Linked DNA regions of Mus musculus: region 1 is linked to region 2. Evidence: chromatin contacts called from public Hi-C data. All regions are on one chromosome and are shown on one strand. The core of a region is the stretch at or near the end of the contact, and the rest is flanking DNA. Distances in the headings are between cores, read along the strand shown. Region 1 holds the start of Itm2a (integral membrane protein 2A). Region 2 holds the start of Gpr174 (G protein-coupled receptor 174).

Region 1 (3,996 bases), core at 466-2,965, 150 kb after region 2:
CTCTGAAACCTAACAAAAAATATAATCAAGTGAAAGGTTTGTTTTTATTTAGTCCCCATCACACCACAGGACTGGCAGAAGTATTACATATTAATTGAATCTTTCTACAAGTCATGAAGTTTTTGGTGGCGAGGGGAAAAAAGGATTACTGTGTGGCTATTTTTAACAACTGGCATCTCCTTAGACCTCCCCTCAAATCTGGCCGTGTTTCATTTACAAAGTTAGTAGGAAGACAACTACATATTTTTGACCTTGTGTCATTTAATTAAAACCTCAACAATGCAAGGGGGGTGTTACTTTTGAGTTCTAAAATGTGTGATACACAAAAGCTAGTTTGATTGCAGTTAAATATCGGAAGTTTCCATGATGAAAGTTCTGCGGCAGCGCACATTGGCATTCCAAATTGTATGCATAATTATGTTTTACTATATGCATTCAGATGTCACTCAAAGCACTTTTCAAATATCCAGTCTGAACCTAGAAGAGAAAACTCTCTAAAGACACCAGGACAAGTTAAGGCAGATCGAGCTCCAGTACTGCAGATTCCACAGAAGTAGAAGAAAATATTATCACTTTTTCAAACTAAGATTTAACTGAGGAAAAAGAGTTTATCGACACTACAAACATGGTTGGCATTAAAAGGAAATATAAATTTGTCTAGATGAACAACCTAGGAAGAGAGAACTTCTCCAGTGCCTGGAAAATGAATTGTTTAAATAGCAACATGGATATGCTTCACATGGCTATATGAGGGATATTGCTAAAAAAATAATAAAAAGTAAAAAATAATAACAACCAAAACAATAAGATCTCAAATTTTATTTTTAAACGTGATTTATCAAGAATTAAAACCAATATATGTTTTAATAGCTCCATTATCTAACCCTTAACACTAACTAAAATTGTGTGTGTGGGGGGGTGGTGTGCGCGCGCGCGTGCACAGACACACACGCGCGCGCGCGCGCGCTCATGCGCGTGCAGAAACACACTTTCCCCAGAACATACAGTTTGGAGTTCAGGCTGCCCCTTGCCTCCATTCAACCGCCACAAAAGCAGTCCTACAAAGACAGAGATTCATATAACTTTACCCATGTCAAAAATAAAGAACAGTTAAGTCTCTTGCCCTTGTTCACTCCGTGTGGCTGCTCGGCCCCTGTAGCTATAATTGCTTCTCTGGATAATTCCATAACCCATTTCTCAGAACAAATGACATGCAGGAATTTCTTCAAACTCCTTCCAACAACTTCCCTGGGGTAGGTGGTGTTAAGCGATAGAATCGCATGGATGCAGAGGGAATAAGTTGAAGCAGAGTAAAAGGTGACCCACTCAACTCAATGCAGATTGGCCTGCCTGGAACTCCGCTGCAGGGCAGCCAACAGTTTACTCTCTGCACCTGCATATTCCCCCTTTTCTCTCCATCCCCAAACCCCAGAAGACAGAGGTGGGCCCAGTGGGAACTACCTTGCCAGTCAGGATTTGAGCTCGGACAGTGCGACTGACGAGCGCCTCTACATCTTGCCGCGCCTCCTCCTTTTGCACCGCCGTAGGGGTGTTGAAGGCGATCTTCACCATGGTGAATCTTCGGGCTGCGCGGTAAGGCGCGGCTCGAATCAGTATCTTGGGCTGCAGGTTGAAAGAGGAGAGGATCGCGCTTGCTTGAGCAGCACTTAGTGTCTCCTCTCCCAGTCTTCCACAGGCAGCAGCGAGCTCAGGTCTGGGCTTACTTATGACGCAGTCCCAGGCTGGGTGGGAGAGGGTGGGCGGGGCCAGGGAGGTGCTGAGGGAGGAGCGGGAGGGGGCCCGAGCTCTGCAGTGCAACCGAGTGGGGGTGGGTAGCTGCTTAGTTGGAAAGAGAGGGGAACTGGAGCTGATGGCCGGCTTAGGGTAGACATGCCTCACCTGCACCCCAGGCATGCTCCTACTGCCTTCTGCACCCTCAGATAAGAGCAAGGCAGGAAGGAAGCTTGCCTGTCGTGTCTTTCTGCTTCTGTCTGGACCACAATAGCCCCTGACTCTGTTTTCCCAAACTTGGGCCTGGCCCCCCGCGGGGCCAGGGACTGTAACTTGGAGCCAACCCAAGGTTTCTGAGTTCTGCAACCCACCCAGGCCAGAAAGCACAGTTCCCTGACTGTTCTACACCTTTAGACTATCTTCCGTTTAAAGAACACCCAGAAGTCAGTTTGTAGTTGCTTGTTTCATAGTCCAACATTGTTTTTCCTTTCATGCTTTTTGTTTTCTTTTATAATTTTATTTTTCCAACTTAAAGCAATGTTAGATGAGGAAGACGGGGCTTTTGTCTCCCTAACTCCTCATTTTGCAGACAGGACATGATAAGATCCAGAGAAGGGAGGGTAGAAAGCTCTTTCCTAATGAATCAGTGAAATAACCCAGATTTCTTTCTCCCTGATCGGGATAGCCAGAGTAAGGTCTCAGCCCAGAGCCTGTTTCTCTTCAGCCACCAGCTGTGTAACCAGCGGGGGGTGGGTAGGGGGAAGCAGGGGTGTGTGTACCTATGTGTTCAGGGATGTAGGGCATACACAATATAACCAGATGCTGGTGTGGCTCTCATAGGAAAACTATCTGACGGACTGGCTTACAAAGCATTGTGAAGATTTACATGGATATCCGTCTAGTAGAGTTAAAGTGTTTCTTCAGTCAGCTCTCTTAAACTGGTGACATAAAGAGCCTAACTAATGAAATTCAAGCTGTGGTGGCTGGTGATTTAGAGTTGGTGGTAGAGAGTTTATAAATAGTCTTGCTACATAAAACAGAATAGAGGTCTGTTGTATGAAGGGAGCAATACAAAACAAAGCCCCAACAAAACAAAACAAAACACCGTTTTACTAGAGAATTCCCCACCTACTCATCAACTTAACTGAACAGACTTGAATATGCTGAGTTGCTTCCCTTCTGTCCAAGAAATTCTAACTTGGAGTTTTTCCCATGGAGATTGTTTTGCCTCTAAAGCCCTCTCCTGTCTTGACTGTGGGGGCTTTGCAAAGACAGAGTTCATATTCTCTGATAGGTCACAGATGGGAAGGTGGATGGAGAGGAACAGTAAGGAGCTTGTGCCTTGCACAGGGTCAGGACCTTAGAAGCAGGATGTCAGAGTTTACTTAGAAATACTGGCATCTTTTGCTCTTTCACTTTTTACCTAAGTCTGACTATCATAATTCAACATTTGTCAGGCAATCCTTAGTTTTGGCATAGAAAACCTCAGTTTTCCCGGTATGTTTCTCTTTTCAGTTGCCCTCTGTTGGGATTCACCTTTATGACCACTTAGTTAGGATCTGTACTACACTGACCCACACCACCTGCATCACTGAATGCATACCTATTTCCACACACTTACCTACTAAATGCAAGCAGCTGATCAGATAACAAGATGCTATTTTCTGTCCTGAAATGCGGTAAGGCAGGAGGAGCAGGAATTTTTTTTTCCATTTGTTCAAAGAAGAGACCCAAACTCTGATAACTACCAAAGAGAACGTTTGGTCACTTGCTTGGTATGTAGCATTAGGTAAACTACCTGATCTCCTTAGGCACCATTTTTCCTCCTCTGAATTGTGCTGTTGGGAGATCATGTATGAGAATGCAGGAAGAAGTCCACATTGTATTATTCAGAAAAGTAAAAGAAAATGACATGGTTGGTTACCCTAGGACTTAATTTGAATCTGTAGCATATACATATTTCAAGCTTATAGAGCCTGTTTATGTATGAGTTCTTAAAAATCTTTCTGTTTCTATAACTTTTAAACAACCTCAGTGTCTAGATATAGGTCTTCCTGGACAAAGTTAAACTCCTAAGCATAGTCACTTTTATTTATATATAACTTCTTTTGAATGGTTTAACTGCCATCTTTTAATTATTAGTACTATGCTCCTTTTCAGAATGCCAGTCATACCTCCCAAAGAATCTTTGCTGCTGTTGGCAATATGTAATGCAGACATATTGTCATTTTGTCAGATGCCATTCTTACCTCCCCCCACCATTTA
Region 2 (4,362 bases), core at 26-2,525:
TTGCTGTGGAAAATCCACTTTAAATAAACAAGAAAAGTATCCCTTATGGCATCCCAGATCCCAGAATACAAAGTAAAAAGCTAAAGTAGGGGTAACATATTTCATTCTTCTGTACCCATATCTTGGTTAATGCATATTTTGATTACTCCTATATATATATATATATACTGAAATTCTATCCCTATATATATATTTGACACTAGAGATCATTGGCATTGTAACAAGTCTTGAGCAGATCAGTTTTCCCATTGGTCTGTCTCTAGGTTTATAATATATCCCACTCCTGCTACAAATTTCTTTCTAGTTTGAATTAATATATTCACCAAAGTTTCTTAATAAGACTATTTTTCTATTTTTGAGCATTAAAAATTTAAAATCAAGATCTCAGAAATGTTTACTTCCAGAAGACCAACTAATCTCTCAAGCTCAGTATAAGAGTCCTTTGAGGCAGAAGGCCTTCACACACTCCCTAAACTACACCATACAGGTTATGTTCAAGCCTGAGACTGAACTTGCACTAGCCTTCATCTCTCTTATGGCTTAAGTGGAAACTTTGTTTGCTCTGATATGGAATGACTAGTCAGGGTTTGCAGATTTCCTCCTCCTCATCTTCCCATGTTGGTGTGGAAAGTGTTTGATGCTTCATGAAGTGTGGCGCTGGGCTTAGATACTGGGCTTACATTCCTTGGAACATCATCCTCAAGAACCTGAGGAACTGTCTATATTTTACATAAAACTGGCCCCATTTGACTGGAAATTCTCTAACCACTAGGAGGAAATGGAGGCCTATCTACACTTTCTGATCACAGGGACACTGAGGAAAACAAAGAATGGTGAACAGGAAGTTAAAAGGTGATTATAATTCAAAATATCTCTTAAGAAGTAGAGTATTTATTTCAGTGTCAATGTCACAGGCTTGTATATTTAGGAATGTTCTAGGCAGAGATCATTCTCTCCCTGACATTTACTATTAGAATCTACCGTATACTTAGAGAAATGTCCATTTAAATACTGAAACAAAAGTGCAGAGCTGGGGAAAGGCATCATACTGAAGGTTGTGTTGGTCTGGTATCTATAAAAGGGACCAGAAGGCACCTAGCTTCTTCTGCAAATGACTCAGTTAACAGTCTCAGTGTTATCTCAGACTCAAAGCTCAGTGCAACCACAAAACTAGAAGACAATTCTGTGTGACCCTATAATTAGAAAGGAGTGTTTCTTCTGCTAAATATGAAGCTTTGCAGGCACTATGTTCAGCCTGTTGAATAGCCTTGTATCATTAATGAGAAAGGAGAGAGAGAGAGAGAGAGAGAGAGAGAGGGAGAGAGAGAGAGAGAGAGAGAGAGAGAGAGAGAGAGAGAGAGAGAGAGAGAGAGAGAGGAGGGAGGAAAGGGGAAGGGAGGGAGAGAGAGATCTGCTCACCCACTTGAAAACGGAAATCTTCAATGTATTCAGAACAGCTTGCATATTTCACTCTGACAACTCACTACCATATTTTCCAACATGGTAGTGGTTTGGTAATCCTGAACTTTTTTAAACCTGCCTTTTCCCCTTTTCCCTTCATCATTTTTCTATTGTTACATCTCTCTCTCTTCTCTCTCTCTCTCTTCTCTCTCTCTCTCTCTCTCTCTCTCTCTCTCTCTCTCTCTCTCTCTCTCTCTCTCTCTCTCCTTCCCTCCCTTCCTCCCTCCCTCCCTTTCTTCCTCCCTCCCTCCCCCTCTTTCCCTCTTCCTCCCTCTTCTCCTTCACTGCTTTTTTGGGGGAGAGTAAATGAAGATTGGATTGGTTGTTTTCAGAAAACGGAGCTGGATCAATGCACAGATCAGTAGCATCCTCATTGGAGTGGCTGTCACATGAATTCTTTGGAGACTTCTGGAGAAAAGAGAAAGAAACTGAAACGGTAGGCTCCAAATTGTTAATGAATAATTAGCTCTGATATGCCTTTCACCCTTGATATCTAGAATTGGACAGTTGGCACCAGGTTCTAGCTAATCTGTCAGATCTAAATAGTTATGAATATAATGAATTTGGACCATCCACAAAGGTCATTTTCTTGGAATTTGCACAAGCAAAAATAATTATATGATTGTCTGCTTCAGGTGGGAAGAAGAATATAGCTTCAAACTTGGTAAAATGTAAGTTTGAAATGGAATATTTCTTTGTGTAATAATGTATTTAGCACAACTGATACCAGACAAAATAGGACTATAAATATTTGTAATTTAACCTAGCTTGCATTAAGAAAGATTACTTGCAGAAACATACGGGGATATTTTCATCTATATTTTGCTATAATATTTTGGTGATGTTTTTTCTTAAACTGTTGAAAGATAAAAAATAGTTGATTCATTGCCTCTTTCAAAATGCTTTCGAAAATGATAAGTACAGTATCTCAAGATGTTAAGCAGCATGAATTCATTCTCCTCTCTGTGTGAGTTACATATTTTTATTGTAGAAGTAAAGTATAGTTATAAGTAACTTTAGAGAGATTCTACTATCAAAAGAGCAGTCTAGAAGAAAAGATGTATTTATAAAGTGAGAGGAGGAAAATAAGAAACACAAACAGGCACAGCTTTTCTGCTTCTTTTAGATAAACTATACTTATCAGAGCAACACTAGTACAATAAAAACAACAAAAAGGGTTTAATTTATATTTCTGATCAGTATAATTGAATTAACTTGTTTTCTACAAAATGTAAGTGCGTTGCTTATAAATTTTTTTGTTTATTTTTTTCTTGATTGGAAATATAAAGAAAGATGCCTTGTGACTTTAGACAAATATGAAGCTATCACTGGTATACAACTATTAGGAGCTGTATCCAGAGATTTAAAAATAAATAAATAAAAGGTGAATTCCTATCTGAGGTGAGGGAAGGGATGCAGAGGAATGTGGAATATGACCAAGGATTGGACCCCAAATAGGTATCTGCTTGCTTTGCTGTAAAGATTGAGGTTCTTTGATTTGCTTTTATACTGGTGTGATCTTCCATGGAAGTAAAGTTATAATGTTATTGAACAAGCAAAAGTGGCTACTTCAGAGAGCTTTAGTCATTCAGCCGAGAATATTTCTTTCCTCCAGCTTTTGTAAACTTCAGCTATTCAGGAAATGCATCCATCTTATAGAAATAATTGAAACTCGTTAGCCTAAGCAGACATTATGCTAGCCACATTGCTGAATATTCATAAAAGCCGTTCTCTGAGAAGTTTGTGTTCATTGCAGAAATTTCATTTTGCTCTTGAGTAAACATGTTCTTCCTTTTTCTGTTTGCAGTAATCTTATTATGGTAAATGCATCAAATGCATTTATTCTGGTGGGGGACAGTGCAATATGGTGCTGGGTATTGTACTGGCAGAAAAAAACTCTCAAGAAACAAAAATGAGACACTACCTGTTCCAAAATGCTTACTTTTACCAGAAGACTCATGAATTTAACTCTCTTTCTGCTGGGCAGCTGAAATTGATGGGAGAAAATAGTATGTATTTTCTCTTTTGCTGATATTGTGCTCTCTCTTCTCATATCAATCAGATTACAAAAAGCAGAAATAGAATTTAACTCCTTTCTGTGACTACTATGCAGTCCTGTGAAATGGAGTGCAAACCATCCAATCTCTCTTACCTATTAAAATGTATTTCCAGCCAGGTGTGGTGGCGCACACCTTTAATCCTAGCACTCGGGAGGCAGAGGCAGGCGGATTTCTGAGTTCGAGGCCAGCCTGGTCTACAAAGTGAGTTCCAAGACAACCAGAGTTATACAGAGAAACCCTGTCTCTAAAAAAGAAAAACAAAACAAACAAATAAAATGTATTTCCCTTTATGACTAGTTTCTCAAAAATCAGCCTCCTAGGAAAAGAATAAAAATGCACTGGAATCTGGCCATTTGTAGGAACTAGTGGTTCTTCTTTGTGTTTTGAGATGTAAAGTTGCTTATATTTTACCACTGGAAAAACTGAAGCTCAAAAGGATTGAAGTAACTCAGCCAAGTGCTTCTTTACTTTAACAGAGACAAGGCTAAATTCTAGGTTTCTCAGCAGCTCATCCAGTGCACACTTCACTCCTTCCTGATGCCTCACAGACTCATGCATTATTCATCTGGAAATCTTAAAAGATGTCATTTAGAAATCACTCAAGAACCTCTCAATACCATGATGTACTTCAGGCTTCTCCCAAGGGCTCTGCTGGTAAAACAGACTATTTTGTTGGGCTTTACCACTATTTCCTTGTGAAATAGGAAAGAACTATTCCTACTCTTGCTATGTATAAAAGCCATTACAAAATACAAATTGATACTAAGTGCTGAAAGAAAACAATAATGCACATATGGCCATATGTCTGATGTGTATGCACTTTATCTAGTATCTGAGAAAT

The links. A called contact is a pair of places that touch in the nucleus more often than the background predicts.
Region 1: a contact with region 2 is called in a Hi-C map of B cells, with 15 read pairs. The contact joins the promoter of Itm2a here to the promoter of Gpr174 in region 2. A contact is called at or near these places in 1 of 39 promoter capture datasets (pre-B cells), 2 of 484 Hi-C or Micro-C datasets (B cells and LSK cells), 1 of 115 datasets of contacts at active chromatin or transcription factors (memory CD8 T cells) and 1 of 9 other capture datasets (liver).

What each region holds. Positions count from the first base shown.
Region 1 is chrX:107,401,645-107,405,640 of GRCm38.p6, forward strand. Itm2a (integral membrane protein 2A) reads right to left here and starts at 1,716. Exons shown (of 6, transcript NM_008409.2): 1 at 1,462-1,716. The coding sequence starts at 1,572.
Region 2 is chrX:107,254,603-107,258,964 of GRCm38.p6, forward strand. Gpr174 (G protein-coupled receptor 174) reads left to right here and starts at 1,276. Exons shown (of 5, transcript NM_001358747.1): 1 at 1,276-1,514; 2 at 1,794-1,897.